Regions from separate parts of the Oryctolagus cuniculus genome. Here region 2 is linked to region 1. Evidence: chromatin contacts called from public Micro-C data. All regions are on one chromosome and are shown on one strand. Each heading gives the region's core, a stretch centred on a gene start, on an enhancer-like site or on the middle of the called end of the contact. The rest is flanking DNA. Distances are from core to core; before and after follow the strand shown.

Region 1 (6,637 bases), core at 3,860-6,359:
CTCTCTCCTTAACATTCTCTACCTGCTGGAGGGGGGTCCTACCGTGATGAGGGACCTGATCTTTGCTTCCAGGGTTCTGTTATTTTGATAGGAGGGTGGAGGTCAGAATCCCAAAGCAACTACCTAGTCTGATGAGGGAGGCATCAGACTAATTCCCAGGCAAGTTTCTAGACTGATGGGGGAGACGCTCCCATGTGGGAACTTCCCAAATTTCAGTGCTGACTTTGGCTTACACAAACCTCCCTTCATTATAAAAATACTAGCACTCTTCAGAAGCTTGGTGGGCATACGGAAGGAAAAGATACACTTACTTCAGGTGCATAAAAAGAAATCAGTGGGTCGGTCAGTGAGGCAGTTTTTTCTCAGATCCTTTTCCTGAGCTGTGGGAGGCCACTCCTGGGTGCAGGTGAGCTCCACCAGGGCAGCAGGGACTTCCTGCTCCCGAGGCTCCGCCCCCTGCTGGTGGCTCCGCACCCTGGCACCAGTGCTTGCAGAGTGGGTACGTTCTTGAGGGTCCTCATTTAAAGGAAGAGTCAGGGTCCTTAATCCTCAAGAGCACAAGCATTGAGAGAGACAGACGGACAGACACACGAATCAGCCAGAGGAGGGGCCGGTGAGGGGAGGCTTGGGCTGCTGGCAGAAGGATGCATGGGGGCCAGGCCTGGCTGCCCCCTCCTCCCCCCGCTGTCCTGCCTTCTGGAAGCTTCTGTAGCTTCCTCTGTGGGATGTCAGAGAAGCACCCACAGAGCCTCTCCCCAGGGAGCTGTGTGCTGAGCTGGGTACCTCTGTGAGCATGGGGGAGGGGAAGACAGTTGGAGGCTGAGCTGACGGGCAAGTCAAAACTGCTGGTTAAATGGCTTTAAAGTAGTGGCCATTTATAAGTTAATGAAAGAGAAAATAGGCACATTACACATACAGATTTGTCCTTAATGAGGGGAAAAGGCATTGTTTACTGATGTTCAGTTCTAATTACCCATGCGCAGGCCTGCTGGCTTCCAGCAGCGGGTTCTCCCCGCTTCCCCCACGCTCCTTTAACCCCTCCATGCCCACCTAGGCACCCCCTTCCCCACCAACACCCAAAGTGTGGGGCTCCAGCGTTGCCTGAGGTGGCCACAGGGCAGCCACCCTTGGTGGCAGATGGAGCCTGTTTAGGGACCCAACCAAGGAGGCGGGTGGAATGTGGGGCCCAGAGACCCCACAGGTGGGGCTCGCCTTGGGCAGGCACACGGCGGGATGTGTCCCACGTGGACACCTCCCTGCAGCCATCCCCCAGGTTGCACAGCACATGCACATGTGTGGCCACTCTGGGATAACACACAGCCCCTCGCCACCCCAGGAACCCCATTGCCCTCACATCTGAGCCCTCACCCAGCCTGCCGCGTGCTGCTGGTCCTTGGTGGGGAATAAACATGCGGTAGACAGGGAAGTGGGCTGTGCATGGCCCGTACTGCCACAGTGGGGCGCCAGGATCTGCTCAGCTTGGGCACTCTGTGAGGAGAAAGGGAGGAGGTGCCCACCAGAAGTGGGAAGTCTCCAGCAGCGCTGGTCCTGATCCTCTGCGGCTGCCTTTGAGCTGTCTGCAGGGGTCTTTGCTGAGACGGACTTGGGCCTTCCCTTGAACTTCCTGCTTCAGTTGCAGGTGGCATTCCAGTTGTCCATGCTCAGAAAGCATTTGGCCCCACACTGGGAGACTTAGGCTGGTGGCCCTGGGGTTGCAAGTTGTGGCCACCAGGCAAGAGAGCACATCGTGACCGAAGACAGACTGTCCTGATTGAGCTAAAAGGCACTTGGACATGTTTATGAAGTGAATTTGAAAATGTGGACAAAAAACGTCCTGGGAAAACATGAATCACCAAAGCTACTTAAAGAATAGTCTGGCCGGCGCCGTGGCTCACTAGGCTAATCCTCCACCTTGCGGTGCCGGCACACCGCATTCTAGTCCTGGTCGGGGCGCCGGATTCTTTCCCAGTTGCCCCTCTTCCAGGCCAGCTCTCTGCTGTGGCCAGGGAGTGCAGTGGAGGATGGCCCAAGTGCTTGGGCCCTGCGCCCCATGGGAGACCAGGAAAAGTACCTGGCTCCTGCCATCGGATCAGCGCGGTGTGCCGGCCACAGCGCACCAGCCACGGCGGCCATTGGAGGGTGAACCAACGGCAAAAGGAAGACCTTTCTCTCTCTGTCTCTCTCTCTCTCTCACTATCCACTCTGCCTGTAAAAAAAAAAAAAAAAAAAAAAAAAAAAAAAAAAAAAAAAAAGAACAGAAAGTCTGAGTAGTCCTGGGCCTGTGTCAGGACTTGAACCACAAAGGATCTCTGCACAGAGAAGGTGCCCGGCTCCACCTGCAGCCCGTGGCCATCCTCAGGCCTTTCCTGTTAAAGCAGAGACGCACCTGCTCAGACCTGGGGAGCAGCAGGGTCACGTGGTGGTGCTGCTCCCCACCCTTCCCATAGACACCCCCCATGTGTTATTTGCAGGTGTGAGTAGGTAACAGCAGAGCTTTTATGAAGGTGTGTATTATGTTACTTCATCTGCATCGGCATCCTGCCGGAGGGAGATCATTGTCCCCGTCTGAGGCCCAGAGAACTGCACTGACTTGTCTGAACCACCCAGGTGGTGCGCGCGGAGAAGGGGAAATGGAGCCATGTGATTCTGGCGGGTTCCCTCCTGCCAAACGGCGTTGCCGCCAGCAGCTAGCAGTTGGCCATTCCTCCCTGAGGGGCAGGAGGGTCACGACGGAGCCCTCTCCTCACCCACCACCTGCATCCAGGTCTGAGTTCTGGGCTCCGAGCTCTGATGACGTCGCTTAGGAGCCTCTTCCCTGGGTCCGTGCCGCACTTCAGCCTGGCGGCCCCCACCCCTGCACCCAGAGTGGAAAGTGCTGGCTGGCTGTTTGGGTTCTGTATTGCCGTGTTAGGAATGATCCCAAACTTAATAGCTGGTGTAGACCAACCCTTCATTACGGGTGTAGATGGTGTGGCTCAGGTGTCCAGAGAGTGCAGCTCAGAAGTGCCGGTTTGCTGCTCCAACGTGGCCCACAGATCTCAGCGGGCAGATCCCAAGGCTGAAGGTGACCGAGCTGCTGGGGGCTGGGATCCCCTGAGGGCTTGGTTACTCACATGTCCAGTGACTGGTGCTGGCTGGTGGCCGGGACCCTAGCCGGGGCTCTTGAGCAGGCCATCCGTGGTAGTGTCTCTCTATAGCTTTGGCTTCCTCGTGGTATGACGGCCAGCTTCCAAAGAGAGGGAGCTGAGCAGAAGCCACAGTGCCTTTTCTGCCTTAGCCTCCTGGCTGGGGAGAATCACACCTGCTGCGTTTCGTTTGCTGGTGTGGCTGCCCTATTGCAAGGGTGGGAGAAACAGACTGGCCTTCTTGATTGGAGCAAGTTTTGAGGTGTCTAGAAGAACAGGCAGGATGGGAAATGCTTCTGTGGCCATGTGTAGAACTAGCCTGTGGGTCTCTGGCCCAATGAGGAAGCTCCTCACAGCCCCTGAGAGGGGCCCAGGGCGTCACAAGGTCCCCGATCCTGAGCCCGCCACGTGCTGGCTGGTGCCGAGTCTCAGAGTCTCCCCTGGAGGCCCTGAGAGGTTTGATGGAGATGAGGCGCATCGGGGCTTAGTTGTATCCGCCTGCCGGGAGGTACTGCTGTGGGCACAGCGGCTGCAGCCCAGAGGATAATTTATCCCTCTGGGGGTTGCTGCTGAGCCAAGGTTTTCTATTGGATTCCTGAAGGAGGAAGTGGATCCAGCAGTTTCTGTTTATCGGAGAAGAGTGTCGTTTGACTTCCGCGCGGCTCTTGTTTCTGTCCATCCTGTGGGAAGAAGCAGGGTCCTTTGATGGGGAAAGGGTTTCCGCCCACTGGGGAGTGCACTGGTAGGTGACGTCACCATGGGGTAGAGGAGGACCTTGGGAGAGCTCCTGGAACCCTCGTCTTCTGCACAGAGCCTGGCTCGCTCAGCTCCGCCAGCTCTCCCTCGGACCGTGCAGGTCCAATAAGTGCAATAATAACCAGTATGTGGTATGCGCTAGGCTCAGGGCTGAGCATCTGATATACAACATTATTCCATTAATGATGCTGTGAGCGGACTATGCACGTAAGGAAGGTTATTTCTTCAAGGCTCAGAGACGCTGCCAAATTTACTCAGGGGCACACAGCTAGGAAGTAGGTGACCTGGGGTTTGAATGCAGACCCCTGGGCTCCGGAGCCTGATGTTTGGACCTTGTGCTATGATGTGCAGATGGGAGGCCTGGTAGCTTAGATGGAGGAGCAGGAGTTGGAGTGCAGCCGGTGGGGCACAGAGGGTCTGCGTGGTTGGACACCATCTCCTCCTCCATCGCTGGGGGTGATACCTTCCCAAGGAAGTGATGGGAAGCCCCAGCCAGGCCTCCCGGTCTGGGGGTGCTTAGTGTGTGAGTGAGGCACCCCTGGTCCCCTCTCCTTCCTCAGTGTTTGGAACTGCCCAGCAGAGAAGGCTGCCCTGCTCAGGAGAGCAGGGGCCTGGCCCGATGACTGTGTTCTCTGTGGCTGCTCTAAAATCCCCCGTTCCCTGCGCTCCTGCTGGGTTTGAGGATGGCAATCCCTCTCCGCTGTGCTTTTCATTGGGAGAACTTTAAATGATTTTATAAAAACTGCAAATGTACAAGGTAATTGAGTCTTCTGTTTTATTACCCTGAGCTGCCTGGACCTGGCTTGGCCTCCTCCTCACTCACCGAGCTGCCGGAATAAAGTTGGAAGTGTTTGCGCTGTAATATATAGGACTTAATTAACCTGGCCTTTTATAGCATTTCCAATGGAGGGTTGGAACGGACTTGGAGGCAGCTCGAGAAAGGGGCAGGGGGGCCCGGGGAGGGAGTGTGTGTATGTACAACGCTTGAAGCTGGTTTGTTTCTCCTGTTCTCCTCTCCACTGCTTCAATCAGCATTTAATGACCCAGTTGAAAATTCATCATTCGGACCCAGGCACGGGTGGCGAGGGCTGGAGGGGGAGCACCTGCCTGTCTGCCTGCCTGCCTGCCTCCCGAGCCTTGCAGCAGGCCTTGGAGGGGTTTGTGGGTCCCTCCTTTCAGTAGAGGTGCCTCCTGCTTGTGTCAGGGAGCAGACAGCGCACGGACATGAACAAGGGCCTAATGCCCTTTCCTACTCAGATGCCAACCAGGCCAGTGGAGCTGCTCCCGTTCCCAGGGCCCCAGGCTAAGCTAACATCCAGCCTGCCCCTTCCCCTTGCAACATTCCCACTCCTATCCTCTCCCAGCGGGAGGCCCGACCTTCTAAACCAGCCCAGGAAAAAGTGACTCAACTCACGTCCACCCTCGGCCTAGGGTGGGGTTGTAACTGCCAAGTTGCCTTCACGCCTTACAACCATTATTTTCGGGAGATTTCCAGTCGAGGGCAGTTAGGGTAAGAGACTCTCGCCAGCTGCCTGCTCAGACCATGGCTCCACATACCCTGGCTCATAAATCCTGCCCCGTCGCTGCCGAGTGGTGACATCATCGCCAAACCTCACGCAACAATTCGATTTGGAAATAAAAAGGCAGGTGTTAATTGACTCACTCGCTTTGCCCCTTTGCGGTGCCCCTGACCCTCGATAGCTTTTAACCTCGCAGTTAATAAAAGTTTGGGGCCTAGCCCCGGCACAGTTCCTCATTCATGCTTTCATAACGTCAGCAAATTCTTCCTGAGTGACTGTAATGCACAAGTCATTGGCCAGGCTCTCAGGGGGAGGGTTAGGTGGCCCAAGGAGAGCCAGGCACATTTCATGCCTTAGGAAAGCCTTCAGAGATTGCCATGGACCACAGAAACCCGGGCAGCAGGTGCTCTGGGCTCCCAGAGGTGGGCTGGGTGCCACTAGCATTTCAGAAGACTCTCCAGTTCTTGAGTCTGACTGCCCAGCACCCAGCCTTCCTGCAAGGGCACCCAGTTTCTGCATTGTGAAGCCAACGTCTCTGACCAAGTGTTGGGTGGATCTGAATGGGGTTGAACATCCAGGGCCCTCGGAGAGTCAGCACATGGGTAGAGTTAGGCAGTCAGAGCAGAGTGGCCCACAATGGTGAGTTTGGTTGTGTGCATGGCAGTGGAGCTGGGCTGGTGGGAGCTAGGCTGGTGGGAGCTATTGTTAGGACTCCTACAAAAGAGAAGCTCTCTCTGTCCACAGAGCTGGCCAGAAGCAAGCTTGAAGTTGCTCGAGCCTTCTTGCCTGCACTTGGGAGAAGTTTCCAGAACCTGAGAGTGGAGCCATCACTTTGTTCTCTGGAGGGAGAGCCCCTGGTGTCTCCTGTACCCCCAGTGGTCAACCCTTTGTTTTGCTGTGTTTGTGTGTTATCCCAGGTCCAAGTGACGATCCTGTGTCTACCTTCGATTAGTGTGTGGTCAGGAAGAGTGTTGAGCTTGGAGATGGAGAGGAGGAGGAGGTAGTGGATGTTGGGTAACTGGATCCAGCCCTGGATCTGGGGCCAGACAACCCTGAACTTTCACTGACATGAGCCAGTAATTGGCTTGGGTTTCTCCTCTGTTTGTGCTTATGTAAGTCAGTTTCCTTAGAATTTTGGTCACAGACCCAGCCCGTGTCCAAGGCTCTGGAGGAGCAGGGACTGATTGGAAGCCAACGTTCCCTACTCCTGCCATCTCCAGGTGGGCCAAGGAGACA
Region 2 (7,090 bases), core at 1,611-4,110, 690 kb after region 1:
GCCATCCTCTACTGCCTTCCTGGGCCACAGCAGAGAGCTGGACTGGAAGAGGAGCAACTGGGACTAGAACCTGGTGTCCATATAGGGTGCCAGTGCCACAGACGGAGGATTAACCAAGTGAGCCATGGCGCCGGCCCCATGAAAAGGGTTTTATGGCAGGAAGAAGTAGTACTTCTTATAGGCCAAGCGAGTAGACTGTCCACTGGACTGTTTTCTGGACATGAGCAGCCACATCTTTCTCCCTTCACTTTTCCCAGTTAGCACTGTGTTTCCTGGTATGGCCTGTCTTGTCCTGGTGACATTGGTTGTGTCCTCTGGGGGAAGTTACTGTGTACCAGACACTAGACTTGGTGTGTGGGATGGGCAGGGGAACAAGAAAAGATTACCCTTTCTGCTCTATTTAGTTAGCAACACAGTGGCCAATCAGATGGCCCATGACTGGAGCAGGGTTCCTGGTGGCTCTAAGCTGTCCTGAGCATTGACCACTTAGTTGCTGCCTAGTGAAGAGGTCTGAGCAGGGGTGTGGGTTGCTACAGGGTGTAGCTGAGTAACAGGGAGGGTGGGTACTCAGAGCTGTAGTTGTTTAGGAACGGGTAAGGAGGTATTTTAATAAGTAATTGTTTTAAAAATGTTTTACTTACCTTGTTTATTAAAGAGACAGACAGAAACCCCCCATCCACTGGTTCCGCCCCTCGCCCCCAATTGTCTGCAATGGTCAGGCCTGAGCCAGGTCAAAGCCATGAGCTGGAGACTCAGTCCAGGTGTCTCGTATGGGTAGCAGGGACCAATTCATTGGAATGTTACCTGCTGCCTCCTGGCATGCACTTTAGTAGGAAGCTGGAATAGGGGTTGGAGTTGAGATTCAAACCCATGCACCCTGATAGGGTATGTATGCAACCCAAGGAGTATCTTAATCGCTAAGCCAGACTCCCACCTTGTTTATATTTTAATAGCTAGTGCTGGTGTACAAGTGCAGACTTGCTGAACGGCTGTCCTTTCTGTTCTCGGATGACTAAGCTCAGTACACATATGGGGGAGGCCCTAGGCATTCTGGTCTTTGCAGAAAAGTTGGTCTTCTAGCCCTTGGCTGGTGCCCTGAGTCCACTCTCTGTCCTGCCCTTGGGAGTCTCTTGGCTGGTTTTCCACTGCCAGGCTCATGGCTAGAGAGTGGTTGGTTTCCAAGGAGGTGCTGAGCCCTCCGTGTGTGTCTGGCAGCCTTCTTGGCCTGTCAAGGCTGTTCTGAAACTCACATTTGTTGGAAGGCAGAGCAGGCAGATCGCTCAGAGTCCCCTGTGGGACCTCTGCCATGGGGGGTACCAAAGCAGGGAGTAGATCCTCACGAGGTGTAAAATGCATTGTAAGTAATCAAATCCAAAGATTCCACTTGGCTAGGGTTCCCTCACCTGCATGTCCCATTCCTGCCAAACCTCAGATGGCCCCACCCATGCCCCAACACCCAGCACAGCTCTGCTCCCACAGCCAGCGCTGCCTGCCCCAGTGCAGGCCAAGGCGGCCCCATTTGCCACTGAGGGTCTGGGACTTGTTGTGTTGCATTTCCTCCTCCCCCTCCTCCTCCTCCTCCTCCTCCTCCTCTCTTTATTCTCGGTTCTGGAAGGCAAATCACAACTTGCACATACCTAGGCAGCCCCACCACTTCCGTGGAGTCTGAACTTGAGCCTTTCAAAAACCGATCTGAACTCACCTCTGTGTTCCTTCCTGCTCAAAGGGCCCTCTTGGAGAGTAAATAAAAGAGCACTCACTCGGGCCGCCCTTGCAGGTGTGCCCACTGTGACCGATGTGAGTGGCACAGGTTAGGCCCTTTAGGGTTTCCACGGCCTTTCTGTTTTCTCATTTGAAAATGTGGATCAGGATGTCTGGGTAGAAGTAGTTGAGGAATTAGGTAAAATCTTAGTGAATATCATGTTTGCTTGTTTGGTTTGCAAACATCCCAACTTCTGGTACTGTATTTGAGGCCTCACGTGGCTGCACATGTCAGCCATGAGGTCTGTGGGGAACCATCCCTGTGGCCCTCTGCCCATCTGGTGCCACGCCCTCACCCTGGGGTTGTGTGGGAGCCGAAGGAGGAGACGTTTCACTCCTAGCCCAGCTTGTCTCCTCGGGGTTGGAGCAGGGCTCTGCAAGTGTTGCGTGGTGGGTTTTATGGCAAAATGTGCAGACTGGTCTTTTGCTGGGTAAGGGGCCAGGAGGGGTTGCTATACAGAAATTTCTGTGCTCCTAGCCCACCAGCCCTGCCTCATGGTCCTACTACTTCCCTTTTTGGTTAGTGGCCATTTTCAGGGAAAGGATAAAGATGGCTGAGTTTGTGCCCATCCAGGAGCAGAAGGGATTGGATTCCCAGGGGCAGCCCTTTGTAGGGCCCGCTGCCCTGCCCAAGAGCCCCCTCTAGCCCGGGCAAGGCAGCCGCTGCCTGTTTAGTGCCGCTGTTTTTATAAGCTAATGAGGGCAGAGTGTGAGCCACAGGCGATGATGCCGGGATATTAACTGTGACAGGAAGCTTGATCATAATTATCTTAACGAGGATAGGGTTAATTACAGTGGAAACTTAAAAGTTCTCTCTGTTTGAATCCACTGGAGCCCAATGTGTTGTGATGTTTTGTCATTTTGATGTGACTTTGGAGAAGGCACTGGGACTCTCCCTGCAGCCGCAGCCACTCCTGGGGGAGCCCAGGCCCAGCCTTGTGACCAAGGTGGCTGAGCTGGTATCTGGGGGTGAGATCAGGGCCGCCTTCCTGATGGGGAGGCAGGAGGCAGGCAGCCTGCAGAGAGCTGCCCAGGAGCCGGTCGCATTTCCCAAGCCTGTTCTTCCAGCCAGCCCAGGCACGAGGATCTCTGTGAAGCTGGCTGTACCCAGGTCATGGGTGAAGCTCTGTCCTCTGGCTTCTAACATTGCAGTCCCTGCCAAGGGAGCTGGTGAGTGACGCCAGGGTAACTGTTAGCCCTTTGCCGGGGTTCTCCTCTTAGGGTGCAGTTTGCTGTCTACACACCAGGTTATAGCAGACCTTGCAGTCTCGTGATGTTTTTCCTGTCACCACCATTGCCATCTCCTTAAACCACATAGGTCTGAGTGGATCTTATGAGGCTTTCGCCCTGTTATTTCACTGAAGAGCAGGGATCTATTTGCAGGTAGCTGGTATTCTCATGTAGGGTGTGAACTCGAAGATTGACATGAATTATTTCTTTTTCCTACTCCTTCCTGGACCTCAATAACAACAGTAACAGTAATGCTTTTAGGAAATAAACAGTAAAGCCATCTTCCTGGTCTATTTCTTGTCCCCTACTCCAGCCGATTCCTACAAATTCTGCCCCTTGCCTCCGCTGCTCTCTGCCTCCTGGCCCCAGTTCCTCACCTCTGAATCTATCTGATTAAATCACCAAGTCTACATCACATTGCTGACATGACAACAGGGATGTATGAATTAGCAGCTGCTGAGTTAACGTGGTTCCCTTGCACGGAGAAAGGAATATTGAAAGCAGACAGGTGACAGAGGGGTTGGGGCACATCTTCCCACTCTTCTCTGAGGTTTTGCTCTGTGTGGAGCTGGGCAGTGCTCATTCCCGGGTGTGTGTTTGGGGGGGGGGGGTCACCTCTCCACGGGTAGTAGGCACTGCCTCCTGTTTGGGATTTTGTCCCACACCACGCTGTGTCATCCTGTTTTCTGCCTCCCCTGAAACACTCTTGGGAGGGACCTTTCTTCTGTTTGCCTACCATTTGCTGGTTCTCAGGATAAGAGTGTAATATTTGCATAACATCACTGGGAACAATGATGTTTGGATGTTGCCTTTGACCAGAGCCCCACTGATGTTGTGCACAAAGGACCTATTAGCCGCCCTATAGGGTTCCCTGTTGGGAGGTGGCCTCAGCTCCTCTTGTGACCCCCATGGAGGAAGTGACTTCAAAGAGTCTGAAGATTCTCCACACACCTCTGTAAGAGAGAACTTGACAGCCTTCATGGAACTCAAAGAGCAGTTTTTTGGTGCAAAAACAAAACAAACAAACAAACAAAAAAACAGTGCATGAGTAGGTTTTGCACATCATGGGTTTTCCATGAACTGTTTGAAGACCCTGCAAAAAAAGTTTGTTCCTCTGCCCACCCACTAAGCCCTCCCTCAAGGTCAGGGTCTCAGGAAAAGTCACTGAATCAAAGGTCGAAGGACAACAAAGGAACCAGCATTTACTAGTCGCTTGTTCATGCTTTTATTTATTCTCCATGAGGCCCTGTGAACAGGAAGCAGCACAGAACAAATCAGTTCAGATCGGTTTTTGAAAGGCTTAAGTTCAGACTCCACAGAAGTGGTGGGGCTGGGGTGAAGGCCCAAACCTTGCTGCCCAGGTATGTGCAAGTTGTGATTTGCCTTCCAGAACTGAGAAGAAGGGGGGGGGGGACGGGGAGGAAATGCAATATGAGGAGCCCAAGACTCTCAGTGGCAAATGGGGTTGCCTTGTCCTCCTGCACTGGGGCAGGCAGCACTGGCTGTGGGAGCAGGGCTGTTCTGGGTATCGGGGCACGGGTGGGGCCACCTGAGGTCTGGCTGTAATGGGTTGTGCAGGCGGAGGAACCCTCGGCCCAGTGGAATCTGTGGATTTGATTACTTGCAATGCATTTTACAGCTTGGAGAATCAACTCCATATTTTGGAGCTCCCATGGCAGAGGTCCCACAAGGGAGCTGCGGGTGCCTTGTGGAAGCTCTGGCCCTAGGGCTCACACTCACGCTAGATGTGCACACCCTGCGCCATGAGCACATGGCGCTGGAACACAAGCGCTGTCCATAAATGGATAAATAGCGTGGCCGACTCTCCCTGATTCGTCACATTTTATAGGGATCCCGGGCAAGTCCTCCCTCCGGTCGGCACCGTAGCTCAGCTGTCAGCCTGTGCAAGCTCAGCACATCTCTTGGGTCTGGCAGGTGCAGGAGCTGGGAGTCTGTGTCTCTGCGCAAGTGCCTCGACCTGGCGCCTGGCTTTAATTAACGTCTGTGTGCACCCGCGCAGGCACTTGTGCACCACTGCCCAGTCGCCGCAACACCCCGGAGAGCCCATAAAATTAAGAGTTCACTTTCAGCTCCATGCATAAACAACGCTATTTTCTTCCTTTCTAATACATACATATTTTTTGCCCCCTGAGCTGGGGACTTAATCCTTTCAGATGCCTTTTTATTTACCGGCTCAACATCTCTTCTGCTGCAGTCAACACTTTTTTTTTTTTTTTCAAAAAATAAAGTGAGAAATCCACTTTCCATAAATTAAAACGAAACTTCAAGCCAGGAGCTTTGAAGACCCAACACCCCCAAACACCCCAGCCCACCAGACCTCCCTCCCTCGCCCCTAAACAAAAACAAAAACAAATAAAAATCAAGAGAGGCAAAGCGTTCTCAGACTGATTATGTAATTCCACAGCTGCCTTGCCTTTTGGGGCAGCCACGGGGAAACTGGGTAGAAGCAAATTAAGTGATTAGTAAAGAAAAAAGGCAGAGAGAGGGGGAGGAGAGAGAGTCAGAGGATGTGAAAGGAGAGGGAGGGAGGGAGGGTTGGGGGAGGCGGCCAGTTCGTTTCCCCTCCGCGTGTGCAGGGGAGAACCGCTAAGAAATGATACTTGAAGTTATATTTATTATTGTAAGAGGGGTATGATATTTCTGGGCAGAAATGATGGATGACAACTTAAATTTGTGTCCAGGGAATGAAGGTGAATGGTGACAGAGTTATTTATCTTGGGAATGGAGGTTAGGGTCAGCCCAGGCTGGGTGCCTGAAGGCACAAGACATTGACAAATTTATCCTGCAGGCCGTATCTGAAGCCCTTTGTTTTGGATCCTGGCTACTCACTAAGTGACCCTCATCCTTCATGTCGGCAAGGCGTGAAGGATGCCGAGGGTGCCAGCGGCCCCTTCTCCCCCGCCGCCCCCGCCCCGGCTCCCGCTCCTAATTCTTGTCATTCACTTTGCTGACAGGCACCAAGCCCAGACTATTCCCAGTCCTGAAAGGGAAGGTTAAAATATTTATTTCGGCTCATAATGGCCTCCCTGATTTAGTGCGGGATCATTTTTCCTGTTGCCTTTGTCACCGCAGGTCACTGGGAGGACTGAGCGCCTTCGGGAGCCTGGAGGAGCTCATCTTGGACAACAACCTGCTCGGGGACGACCTCGTGTTGCCAGGGTTACCGCGGCTCCACACCTTAACCCTCAACAAGAACCGAATATCCTTTGCCCGCCGCTCCCCGCCGCCGGGGCCCGCGGGGACCCTCGCCCGCCCCGGCCCCCGCCGATACCTGCGGAACCTCACAGGGGGCTCCCGTGTCCTCCCCGCGGGAGCGTGCGACACAGGGTCCGCGGGCAGACAAAGCAGTCTGTCTGCTGGCACTCGGGACACTTCAGAGTAATTTATTACAGGTCATTCATAAATGAAATGCACCATTATATCTTCCTGTTGCCCCGTTTTAGTGCGGAGATCTAAGTTATGGCTGTGAAGAAATCTTTTTAATAGATAAAAATAGAGAAAGAAAATAATGTCAGCGCTGCGGGGGCGGGCGGCGAGGCCGCCTCGGCTTGCTTGGGCTCGCGTGGCAGGGCGACCTCTGGTGGGAAGCAGAGGGCAGCGCCGCTCCGGGAACGGCCTCCTCCGAGGGTTCTGGAACGCGCGGGTGCAGGCCTGGGCGAGCGCGCGGGGCGCTGGCCGCGAGAGGACGGAGGGCAAGGGCCGGCCGGGAGAGAGCTGCGCGCCTCCGCCCGCGGCCGCCCTGTCCGGGGAGGCGGGGTGTCCCCTTGTGGCTGGTAGTGACCAAGGCCTGGGACAGCCCCGGCGGGTCAGCCGTCAGGCCCACTGCTAGGGACTGAGAGTGAGAATAGCAGCGGGGCGCGGCGCCTGCCCTGTGAGGCCCAGGGCTCCGCGACATTGCTGGGGTGAGCCAGGATCCCGAGCTCGGACGGTGATGGGTCCCCTCAGCGCCTCTGCGCTTCACGCATAGAGTAACGCCTGACCCTGGGTGCGGATTTCCTCGGTACTTGTGGGGTGGATGAATGAGTGCGCACAGTCCTGGGGACCAGGCCCCGGGGCTGGGTGCTTTAGGTATATTATA

The links. Hi-C and Micro-C count contacts between places; a contact is called where the count stands out from the background.
Region 2: a contact with region 1 is called in a Micro-C map of ear pinna, with 3 times the contacts expected there. The contact joins two enhancer-like sites. A contact is called at or near these places in 2 of 6 Hi-C or Micro-C datasets (ear pinna and an unstated tissue).

The regions. Positions count from the first base shown.
Region 1 is chr15:66,380,107-66,386,743 of mOryCun1.1, forward strand. No RefSeq gene overlaps it. Among named protein-coding and RNA genes, the nearest start is that of ZNF503, 45 kb to the right of the region's middle. Within about 2 kb of position 5,110, at least 3 of the 8 cell types and tissues checked have an H3K27ac peak or open chromatin away from gene starts, as enhancers often do. A contact at or near this core is called in ear pinna, where this site is marked.
Region 2 is chr15:67,068,556-67,075,645 of mOryCun1.1, forward strand. It overlaps LRMDA (leucine rich melanocyte differentiation associated), which reads left to right. Exons shown (of 9, transcript XR_011382445.1): 3 at 6,085-6,216. Among named protein-coding and RNA genes, the nearest start is that of LRMDA, 620 kb to the left of the region's middle. Within about 2 kb of position 2,861, at least 3 of the 8 cell types and tissues checked have an H3K27ac peak or open chromatin away from gene starts, as enhancers often do. A contact at or near this core is called in ear pinna, where this site is marked.